2 separate regions of the Mus musculus genome follow, and region 2 is linked to region 1. The links are chromatin contacts, called in public Hi-C maps. All regions are on one chromosome and are shown on one strand. The core of a region is the stretch at or near the end of the contact, and the rest is flanking DNA. Distances in the headings are between cores, read along the strand shown. Region 1 overlaps Arf2 (ADP-ribosylation factor 2). Region 2 overlaps Mapt (microtubule-associated protein tau).

Region 1 (6,015 bases), core at 1,682-4,181:
GATAATGGACATAACCTCCTCACTGGTCACCCTGATTCCGTGCTTGCCCCTAAGGCCTATTTTCAGATCACATCCTCCTACCAAAACCCCACCAAAGTGCCCCTTCCTCCAGAGAAGAGTCAAGGCTACCACTGCTGCCTGCCAGGCTTCCGGACCTCTTTTAACTGGTCAACTTCATCTTCTTTATTATAGCATCCCTATGTGTAGCCATTTGATAAAAGCTATTTACTCTGTGTGGTAACTGACTGTACAACATGTCTCTTTTAACTAGACTGTAAAGCAATTAGTTATCTTTCTCTTTTCTCTCTGCCCCATACCTGAGTATACAGTAAGCTAAAACTAAACTAGAATATATTAGCATCAAGGGAAGATCTAGATGTACTGATTTGGAAGAATGTCAGACAGATGCTAAATAAGAATATAGGCTACAAAACAATGCACACCATCATCTCTGGGATTTAAATAGGTCTATAATCACATAATTGCTTATAGAGGCATACAAAGTCTTGTCTCTGGAAAGAGATTCAAGAAATCTGACTTTTACCTGACAATCAAAGCTAAAGGAATAGAAGGTAGCATTCAGAATGTAACACTGGCTTTCTTTAATGAAATATTGGTTTTTGGACAGCCTGGGTAAGTCACAGTGTGAGAAAGCTGCCCCATTCCCAGCCACACAGCCCCAAGGGCTCTTCACACGCTCATATGCACACAGGAAAAATGTTTCAATTGACATTCTAAACTTTGGCTTGTTCTGCTTTTATCATTAAAAACAAAGCCATGATTTTCTTCCTTAAAGCATGTTCTGTCCAGTGAACCTGCCGGGGACCCTATCAGCACCACATAGTAACAGGGGAGTTAGTCAGGTCCTGCTTGTGGAGAGGAAGTGACATGAAAACTGCCTTCAGCAAGTCTGAAGTGACAAGACTGGTGGCAGCACTGTCGTTACTGTGCAATCTCAGCTGCATACAGGATGGAGGAAGGAGACACAGCCGGTGAACAGAGGTCACCTCCAGAGCCCCACTCCAGCCTCTCTTTGGCTTGGTGCAGCTGCCCCCACATTCATGGCCCTTCCTTCCTAGATGAGCTTCTTCCTCCCCAACAACAAGCCCCCCCACCCCCCAGGGGATCCAATCTTCCCTGTGTCCGCCCCTCATTCTGCTTCTTGAACCTGTAGCTCCTTCCCTCCTGGCCCAGACGAGCACTTCCCACGGCTGCTCTGCACTCCCTTCCTCCACACACTTAGCACCAGACAGACTAAGTAGTCTTAATTCACTGCCTCTCCTCCCACTACAAAGCAAACACAAACGCAGGGACTTTTGTGTCTTGTTCATTGCTAAGTACGCAATCAATACCTGCAGCAAAGCCTGGAACTTAGCAGATGCTCCATCAGTATTTATGGAGTGGTATATGACATTCTAAAAAGGAGATGGAGGAGGAGGCAGACATCTAATTTAGGTATCTTATATTTAAGTGTGCCATCTGGCAGTAGACTTCAGTCTCAGTGTTCAGAAAGCCAACAAGTGCATACCTGTTTGTTTACAAACACCAACAAGACTGCATCTCTGAGCTCATCTTCTGCTAGCATTCTGGTCAATTCTTCCCGGGCCTCATTGACCCGCTCTCGGTCATTACTGTCAACCACGAAAATCAGACCTGAAAAGAAATCCCAAGCATATTAGCACAAGGCCCTGGAGAGAGCAGCTCTTTATATATCCACACAGCTGCTCCCTGCTCACAGTGAGGCTGCACTGAGGCAAAAACAAGAAGATGGTGCAGGCTTATAACCCCAACACTCCAGAGGCTGAGGCAGAAGTATCACCTACAAGTTCAAAGTCAGGCTGAGCTATTAATACATTGTGAGACTCTGTTTCCTTTTTTTTTCCTTTTCTTTTTTCCCATCATTCTTTTTAGAAAGTCTATATAATCTCCAACCTAGGAAGCTTACTGTACACTCATCCCACCTATCTTGTTCAGAAGGATTACAGCCCTTCACCAGATTAACCAGAAAGAACAAAGAAAAGTTAGGATTAGTGATTAGTCACTACATTTCCATCTCAGAGGGGAAAGGGATTTTGGAAGAACACGGTGTATACAGTGACAGTGTTTAAGGATGATCCCTAAAACAGAGAGTGACCTGAAGGCTAGGAGTGGGTCTGCTGCCTTGGAAGTGGTCCCAGGAAAGCAGGTAGAAGGGCTTGAGGGAGGAAGCCTGAAGGAAAGACAGGCAACACAAAAATGAACAGTCAAGGTGGCAGCTCCCAGGCAAACAGTGCTGGATGCTACTGGACATTCCAAGTCATATGAAAGCTGTTTGTCCCCATGAGACAAAAAGGGAAATTGTTTGTCCTTCCATACATACCCAAGGCACCTGAAAGTTATAAAACCCTCAACATTTTTAGGTCACATTTGTGAGGATGTCAAGAGTCTATGGACACCCACAGTAAAGACTTTGGTTGTCCTTTTGTCAACAGAACTTTCAATGGGAGGGGAGTCTTTGATGGTGGGGAGCCCACCAGCTAGTTTATACTAATAAGACTGCCTCTGGGGAAGGAGGGAGGCTGGGGTTTAACTCACATGGTCAAACAATTCACTCCATGTGCCTCTATAATGAAGTCCCAATAAAACAATGCTTCGAGGAGCTCACACAGGCCTCCCTGGGGGCAGCACTGTTCACTATCTCACATTCATGTGCTAGCAGAAAAGGGTTGCTCCCTGAATTCTGGAACAGTGGACAATAGAAGCTGTGGCTGGCAGGCACCCTCTAGGGTCTTTCCTGTTCACTGCTGCATGTATGTCCTTTGCTGTAATAAAACTGTGATTTCAAGTAGAGTCTATCCTGAGTCTGTGCTTCATCCTCACAAGCTAGTAAACCAGCTAGTGGAGTGAAAGCTGCCGAATTATAACCACCCAGCAGGAAGTAAGGGTGGCTGGGGGACCCCACCCCGCTATAGCTGAGGACAAAAGTCATTGTGTCCTTCAAAATAAGAGTCTAAACTGTGCAAGGCAGCCCAGCTCAGAGTAGTGGGTGTCAGCCTTGCAGCTTCCACTGTATCAGCAGAGAAATCTCAGGAGGTCAAAAAGCCAGAGCAGGCTGAAGGAAGCACCACATTACAACTAAAGGAAGGGCTAAAACCTGTATAGACTTGCCTTATTGGTGGAGGAAGCAGTAAAGCAGGAAGAATCTACAGGGGTGGGCAGCGACTCAGTCAGTATTCCACAATGACAATAACAATAACAAGTTGATGTTTGGGTAAAAGCAAGGCCTTTGAGACAAAAATGTGACCCAGTTATCCAAAGAACTTCCTGGATCCTAGGTTGAACAACCAGTAGTGACAGCTACTCTATTTCTGGGATGTGAATGGAAACAAGCAGATTCTTCTGGACCTCAATCGGATCGTGGTGGGAATACTACAGGGCTGGACCCTAACACTCTTAAATTGTAGGCACTCTGGAGGTCTCAAAGTGTCAGCAGATTATCAGACGCCAGGTCAAGTGATTCAAATGGGGAAACTGCCTGGAAGAAAACACTTGGTCAGAGACTGATGGGTCTCTGCAGATATTAGAAGGGCCATCGACGGGGTCAAGGTACCTTCAAGAGCTCCATGAGGAAACAAGGCAGCAGAAAAACCCCACAGGAAGTCCACAGGACAGGACAGAGGCAGAGGGACTGAAGATACAGTAAGCTGCTGAGAGAACTGCGCTTGTGCCCAGCTCAGGGCACTTTTCATGGGGAGACTGCAGGAGGAGAGACTCTAGTAGAGAAGGAAGTAGGGTCAGATGACAGAGATTTCACAACTGTCCAAGGGAGAAAACTGGGCCTAGTCCTCTGCCCGTGCCTCTGTGTGTCCCAGGCCCTCCAGGCAGTCTACCCAGCAGACAAGAGCTCTCAAGGCTTCTGACATGCTTAGAATTTTCATGTAAGTCAAGGCTGTGTCTGATATATCACATCAGATTAAAAAGGGAAAATTCAAGTCCCTACCCACACAGGATTGGTATGCTACCTGAAGTTCTGGATTCCAATTCTGACTAAGTAGACCACTGATGTGGAAATTCAAGCAGAGCCTTAGCTGCCAATGCGAAACCCACAGAGCACAAGTGACTGTTCTCACTTTGCTAACACACGAAAAACGCCATGTCCTCTACTGTATACTCCCAAAAAGGTGACGCTGTTCGTGTGAATGAGACCCAAGCGGCCATGGGTGGGGTCCTCTGAGATCAAGAGCCAAACCAGGTGCTTTAAAATAGAGTATTTTAAATAAAATATTTTTCCTTAAGAATAAAATAGGGGGCTGGAGAAATGGCTCAATGGTTAAGAGCACCGGCTGTTCTTCCATAGGACCTGGGTTCAATTCCCAGCACCCACATGGAGGCTCACAACTGTCTGTAACTCTAGTTTTAAGGGATCTGACATCCTCATACAGACATATAAGTAGCCAAAACATCAATGCTAATAAAAAAATACATAAATCTTTAAAAAAATAAAAATAAAATAGAAGCTGTGTGTGGTGACACATGCCTTTAATCTCAGCACTCAAGAGACAGAGGCAGGTGGATCTCTGTTAGTTCGAGGTCAGCCTGGTCTACAAAGTGAGTACAGGACAGCCAGGGCTACACAGAGAAACTCTGTCTTGGAAAAAAAATAATAAATTAAATTTTATAGTAGGTCCTACTTTGTACTATTTTAATGCAGGTCTTTATCTAGGAAACCACCATCAGAATGACTACACTTACAAGAGAAAAGGCACACTGATACATGAGGAGTTTGTAGAGGAGCCATATATAGCTGGAGGACCATGAATTCCAGGCAAGCCTCACCTACATATCAAGAAGAGCACTTGCTTAGCATATGGAAGGGCCTAGGTTTGATCTCAGCCTTGCCCCTCACCCTGCAAGTAAGGGAAATATATGTATTATATTATATTATTTTATATGTATTATATCATGGAATATATCTTATGTATTATATTGTGATATATTGTATTATGCATATGTATAATGTATATATGTACTATATTATAAACAATTATATTTATCATATTAGCTACACTTGTAGAAAAAAGTATGTGTAAACAAAAGAAATAAATATGGTTGTGTGGGGGAGGTAAACTGAGAAATAAACCTGTTCTCTTTGTATCCCTTTCTCTTCTCTTTTCTTTTGAGAGATAAACTGCCACTCAGTAATTAAATGGATGGTGGTGGTGCACGCCTTAGTCCTAGCACTTGGGAGGCAAAGGCAGGTGTATTCCTGAGTTCAAGGCCAACCTAGTCTACAGATTTAGAGTTCCAGGACAGCCAGAGCTACACAAAAAGACCCTGTTTCAAACTGCCACCCTCCCACCAAAACTGAGCCCACAAATCAAAGAGAAAAATCCATGTCAGAACTAAAGAGCCATTTTATGTACTCTAGAGTTATCAGTTAGGAAATCAGAGAGTCTAGATTCTAGTCTAACAGGTAAGCCAGCATGGGGCTGACCTCCAGCACACTGGCAAAGCATTCTAGCCCCGAGCTCTGAGTTACATCCTCGGGGTAGAAAAAAAAAAAATTTTTTTTTAAAAACATCTTGCAAAGTTGACGAGGCTGGTCTTGAATTTATTCAGCAGCCCTGGCAGACTTTGAACTTGTGATTCTCCCTTGGCATTCTGAGTACTTCAGGCCTGTAGCACCAGGCCCAGCTTTTAATGTCTTAATGGAGAATTACAGACATTCATTAAGGTCTGTCATACTCAACAGACTGATGAAAAAAAATTAAATTAAAAGACAACCTGACAACAATACAGAGGCAGCATCCAAGACTCCTTGCAGATGAGAGAGACACTGGCCAGCCAGAGAGTGCCAGTCCACTGTTCACACAGCTTCCACTCGCTATTTCATAAAGAACCCAAACTACCACCCCTCAGTCTCAGAACACAGCTACTTTCTGCCATCAAAGCAACAGTTACAGAAACCTACAAAATCAGGCTTGTTACAAATAGAAGATTGAAGACAAAACCCACCTCAGCTTGATGCCTAAATGT
Region 2 (6,015 bases), core at 2,396-4,895, 340 kb before region 1:
CACTGAGCTTAGCAAAAACAGCAAGCTTCTGGTTCAGGACACTGTCTCCAGAGGGAAAGGGGAAGACACCTGATGTTCTGCTCTGGCCTCTGTACACAGGTGCATGGGTGTGCTCACCGGTATACTCATGTGCATGTAACACACACACACACACACACACACACACACACACACACCACACACGATGACGAGGGAACAATGCCATAACCAGGAGTCCAAGAGGAAGTAGTAGAAAGCATGAGATGGCAACCTGAGGCATGACCTTCTGGGGATGCCAGACAACCTCCCTGACAGCTGACCACGGCCTCAGTCAGCTCAGACTTTGCTCTAGCCCTCTGGTAACTAGTGGGAAAGATCTGCCTTTGATCTTCTGCCTTGTTCTTGGTACACCAAGGTGAGGGTGAAACTCTATCTCCAGAGAGTCCATAGAGGACCCTCTAGGATAACCCTCCTAATGCTGCAGCCCTTTAATATAGTTCCTCATGCCGTGGTGATGCCCCCCACACACACACCATAAAATTATGTCCTTGCTACTTCATAACTGTAATCTTGCTACTGTTATGAATCATGATGCAAATATCTGATATGCAGGATATGATGATATGCTACCTCCAAAAGGGGACAGGACCCAGAGGTTGAAGTCTTCATCCACTCTGCTAGCCCTCTTATCCCCGTATGACCTCCCATTTGACCCCCTTACCTTCTTATTCCCTCCTCCAGGGACGTGGGTGATATTATCCAAGGAGCCAATCTTCGACTGGACTCTGTCCTTGAAGTCCAGCTTCTCTGATTTTACTTCCACCTGGCCACCTCCTGGAACACAACCCACATGAGCCTCTTGCCCTAGTCTGTGGTCTGGAGGACTTAGCATATGTTAAGTGAGCTCACAGCAGGCAGAGCGAAGTGCTCCGGGCTGCTGGAGACTTGATTAAAAAAAAAAAAAGTAGGTCAGGTATCACCCACCATTCAGGAGGGGACCATCAGGTATAAGACATCCCCACTGGCTCCACACAGGCTGGGCCAGGGATCCAAAGAACAACCCATCCTCAGGAGATGCCAGGGCTCTCCTTTATCTAGAAAGAGGTTTAGCCACAGGAAGCCCTTTTTAGGGCTTGCAAACTACCTGCCTCTTCTCTGATCGAGACCGTGTACATGGGATATTTACCCTGCAGAATCTTCCTCCTGAGATCGTTCAGTGGTACAGGAAGCATGGCCAAGAGAAGGCACACTAAATTTTAAGCCGGATGCCTTCCAGCTGTGGAGATTTACTTAGGAACATTCTGTAAGCCACAGCCCCTCAAGACCTTGGAATCAAACCGCCTGTCAAATGCACCATGAGGAGAGACACCCTAACCTCCCCTGTGGCTCAGGTCACCACACTAGGGTATAGCAGGAGAGGGAGTGACCTGGCCTGTTTTCCTGGGAAGAATGCTTTCTTTGAACAATGTTACAGCGAAGATGAGACAACAGCCCAAAAGTTCTCATGTTATAGCTGATGCAATTGAAGTGTCCCCCATGTTGGCTGTGACAAAGCTGAGATGTTCACAGAGCCGGCCTTTGGGGGTGGGAGGGACCCAATCAAACCCATGGCTGGTCCTTTTATACAGACTTTTCTGGAGAGCCACAGGATGGGATATAAAACCATTTCCTCCACCCCTTGTCTAGGCTCACAACAGAGACAGACCCAGGTCCAAGGCCACACAGTACTTTCACATTTAACATTCACTGCCCAGGTTGGCCTATTCTAGGAAGCACCCCCCACTCCAGCCAGCACTCCTGTCCCAAAGCCTGTCTTCCTCAAGTGCTACCTGGCTTGTGATGGATGTTCCCTAACGAGCCACACTTGGAGGTCACTTTGCTCAGGTCCACCGGCTTGTAGACTATTTGCACCTGCAGGTCAAAGAGGATGGGCGAGAGAGAGAATAAAGGGGGTTATGTTACTAGGGGTGTAACACAGCACAAAGGCTGATGGACCATTTGTCAGTGGCTCCCATCAGCTGCTGCATACACCCCCACTCAGGATGGAAAATAGGCTCCCCAAATCCAGCCACCCCCCACCCCCCAGGGAGCTGGGTCCTCACCAGGAAGCTTAGGGACCTAAACATCCCAGAAACACAAGACACTCTCATGGAAAAGCAGGTGCCTGGTCCTTGTACGTGACCATCTCTGTAGCAGACACTTAAATATAAAAGCATACATCGTTTTATTGATGAAAGGCCAATGACACCCAGTGGAGGAAGAAGCCTTCACAGCCCTGCATCTTCTCCTCAGAAAAAGACTCAGGAGAAGCTGGTGAGGGTGAGTCTGCTTCACCCAGGAAGCTCCCATGGTCCTGGATTACCAGTCGGCAAACAGGACCCAGACCAGCTCTATGACCCAGAAGGAGAGCCAGTTGGTGTCTGGACACATAGTCTCCTGAACACTTCAGCCTCTACTGAGAAGAGCGAAGCAACACCAACAGAAGGCAGGCGCACGGCAGAAACCACAGCTGCAGTAAGTGTCTCAGCAAGCATGAGTGAGCAGACAGGACACACTGGGGAAGGGGGGTGGGGGGGACCCGCCAGCCCAAGGGCCCTTCATGTGGCCCAGCAGTAATGTGTGCTCTGGAAAATGACAGTTGCTTTCCTGACAGGACACTCTGAAGGAGACCACCCAGGCAGATGGGGCTCCTGGAAGCCTGTCTCTCTGATCTGTGGTTTTACAGCTTAGCTGGTCACTAGCTGCCACTTGCAGAGTCCCATGGGTCTCCCATACAGACCATGGTCATTCCAGGGGTGAGGAGGCTCATCTGTCCTGGGAGAGGGGTGCCACATGTTCAAGAATCAATAAAGCAAAGTGGTTTCTACGGAGGTCTCAATGGATAAATCCCTCGTTTTCACGGCTGATGGTGTTTTGTGTTATGGGGTGTGTGTGTGTGTGTGTGTGTGTTCTGCTAACAGACCTGATGGAAGAGGAGGGCCATGGCCTCATAAGTCATAAGGGTGTCAGCCTGCCCCTGCAGAGGAGGGTGGGTAAGGAGCAGATAAACCCAAGGACCTCCTGCAAACAGACCCAGAGGCCAGTAGGAGTTCTGGGGCAGGTGATGATGGGAGAGCCCAGGTAGAGTCATTAGAGAGTCAGTACCAGGGGGTATGTTGGGGGACAGGAGATGTTGGAAGCTTGGGATAGCCAGAGAAGAAAGGAATGGGGGAGCAGCTGACTAGGGTACTAGATCCCACAGAGCAGCCCGAGAGAGGAGGCCACAGCCCAGCCAGGAGGTGGAGATGGAGAAGCAGCTTCCCTGCTGCAGTTCCCACCACCCTAGAGAGAGCCAGGAGCAAGTTAGATGGGAAGCCTGGAATCCTACAACCCAAATGCCACCAGTCCCCCTCCCTAAGAAAGCTTTCTCCACAGGTCCATTCTGTAGTCAACAGTGGCCACAGGCCACAGGCCAGGCTATCTTGTGATTCTATATAAGGTCACAGGTTAGCTCAAAGGCTGGCAAACTGCAGTACACCTTAGTTATAAAGTTCCCTGATACCCTAGGCACTGCAGCCTCATCAGACAACCAGCATGTGATCCGAGCTGCCCTGAGAGCTGCCTTTTCCCAACTTCCCCTACAGGAGCATCTGCCCTCTGCAGCCCTTGGGAGCTGGAGCGCTCAGACCCAGCAACAGACCAGACGTGAGCAAAACCAGACACTTCTGGCTTCCCTCCCTAACCACAGCAGCCTGGGCTGGGAAGCTAACGTATCATAAACAACATTACAGAGCCCAGGGACAAGGACGGCGATCTTAAAGATCACCCTTTCCCGCAACCCATATCTTTCTATACGTTGAGAAGGCAACCGGCAGGCAGGGCAGTAACCGCAGTGTAGCCAACAGCCCCGCCTTTCCTTAGGAAGCAAAACAAGTAAGGGAGGTGGCAGGATCGGCCAGCGGGGAGTGGAGGACAGAGGAAAAGGCAGACACGGTGAGTAAGCGTGAGAAGGCAGTAGCCACAGGGCCAGCACTTGCTGCTCTGGGGCCATCGGTCCAAGAGGCAGAAGGCAGGGCAGGTGTCGGGGCCGGAGGCAGGAGCACATTGCAAGAATAAACCCTGTGGGCTCGGCACTTTCAGGAAAGAGAGCCCACCCCTGCATTCCAGCACGCACGCTCGAGAGGTGGAGCCTGCAGCTCAATCAGAGAGCCCAGGTCCGTTCTGGGACTGACCCAGAACAGGGGAGGGGGAGCTGGCAGGGAGAAGCCTGGGGCCACTTTACAAATCCTGCCCTGTTGGGCACCGGCCAGCCAAGAGAACAAAGGGAATCCCTAAGCCCATTGAGGGAACCTAAGAACATCTCTTTGCAGGGACTCGCTGAGGATGTGCGGGGGGGGGGGGGGGGGGGTCCCCAGTGGTGTTTAAAGGAGGAGACATTTAAAACCCCTTCTCTGGCAAACAATGCAGGCAACTGACACCTGTCACCTCGGTGTTAGGCTCTGTGCAACCAGAGTCCCTGTCCTGGGGGGAGGGGAGTGCTAAATTGAACTGGGAATCTTTTCCTCTCTTCAAAGATGAAGGAGACCCAGATGAAAAATGGAGAAGTGGCTAGGGGCCTTTTGGACCTTGACATGAAACAGGAAGTCCTAGTGTCTAGTGGGATCATATGGACTCCCCACTCCCCAACCAACAGAGACTGCCCCAGAGATGAGGGAAGAGGTGTCAGCCCACATCATGGATGCACTGTCTTCAACCCCATTTCCAATATCTACGGGGCTTCTAGGAACACATACATGGTACCATGGGGACCCAGCTACTCAGAGAAGGGCCAGCTGGAACGGGTTGCTCTCCCTACTTTGCTGGGCCATCCATGGAACAGGGAGGGGAGTCTGGGGACAGCAGACACTGTGGGGACACAGGAGGTCCTGAGCCCTAGATGATTTATTCTATGCAATGTCTCACAAGGACACACTCATGACACTTGTTACAGCAAAGGCTGCAGCACACCTCATGGAGACTGCGACAGTACTCACACTGCCTCCACCCGGGACGTGTTTGATATTATCCTTCGAGCCACACTTGGACTGGACGTTGCTAAGATCCAGCTTCTTATTAATTATCTGCACCTTTGATAGCCAAAAAAAAGAGTGAGAGACAACCACACCGGAGCATCGCCCCCTGACCTGTTGGGCTGTGGGGGGAGAGCCAGGTCTGAGCCCTGACTCCTCAGGGGGCTCAGAAGCTGCCTGGGATGGCACCCTGGAAGTCACAAAAGGAATCTGGAAGAGAACATGGCTGGGAACAGGAGGACAGAGCTGGGAGGTCACTAGGTTGGGTGGAGTGACAACTGTAAACAAGGAGTCCCCTGGGTCAAGTGATGAGAAGAAAGATCAACAACAATCCAAACAGACACACCAGTGCAAGGCACCTTATCACAAAGAGCGTCCAAGGCTGGGGAGTGGCAAGGCTAAAGGCTTCAAACCAGATTGTCTTGAGCTGAGCTGGTGGGATGGCTCAGGGAGGGTAAAGAACTTGTCATAAAACCCCACTTCTGCCTTCTGAACACAGTGGCGTGCACATACAATACTTAGTTACTTTAGACTATCCTCTGTTAATTTTAACTTTTTTTTTTAATGCTATTTTGAGGCGGGGTCTCTCTATGTAGCCCTAGCTATGCTGAAATTCAGTAGTAGACCAGGCTAGCCTTGAATTTACAGAAATCCTGTCTTGAAAACCCAAAATAATAACAACAATAATAACAACAACAATAATAACAATAAAATAAGAGGAAGAGGGCACTATTATATTCAGCACCGAGCTTCCCGGAAGCCAATGAGGAAAAAGGAAATGTGACTGATTACATAACTCATGATTTGACAAAGAAAATGGTTTTTGGAGGAAGATGACTGCTAGACACAAATTAATCAGAGGACATTAAGCAATCGCACACGGTCTGAAACATACATAGAGACCCCGCCCTGTGTGTGTGTGTTTCTTATTCTAACCCCACAGGAAAGGAAACAAGCTTTTGTGGTGTTTGGCACTAGATAGATATTT

Evidence for each region. A called contact is a pair of places that touch in the nucleus more often than the background predicts.
Region 2: a contact with region 1 is called in a Hi-C map of embryonic stem cells, with 1.9 times the contacts expected there. The contact joins two enhancer-like sites. A contact is called at or near these places in 3 of 484 Hi-C or Micro-C datasets (cortical neurons and embryonic stem cells) and 2 of 115 datasets of contacts at active chromatin or transcription factors (astrocytes and embryonic stem cells).

The regions. Positions count from the first base shown.
Region 1 is chr11:103,977,332-103,983,346 of GRCm38.p6, reverse strand. It overlaps Arf2 (ADP-ribosylation factor 2), which reads right to left. Exons shown (of 5, transcript NM_001304574.1): 4 at 1,529-1,653. Among named protein-coding and RNA genes, the nearest start is that of Arf2, 14 kb to the right of the region's middle. Within about 2 kb of position 2,931, at least 55 of the 459 cell types and tissues checked have an H3K27ac peak or open chromatin away from gene starts, as enhancers often do. A contact at or near this core is called in embryonic stem cells, where this site is marked.
Region 2 is chr11:104,317,226-104,323,240 of GRCm38.p6, reverse strand. Mapt (microtubule-associated protein tau) reads right to left here. Exons shown (of 12, transcript NM_001038609.2): 9 at 4,992-5,084; 10 at 1,809-1,890; 11 at 701-813. Among named protein-coding and RNA genes, the nearest start is that of Mapt, 89 kb to the right of the region's middle. Within about 2 kb of position 3,645, at least 133 of the 459 cell types and tissues checked have an H3K27ac peak or open chromatin away from gene starts, as enhancers often do. A contact at or near this core is called in embryonic stem cells, where this site is marked.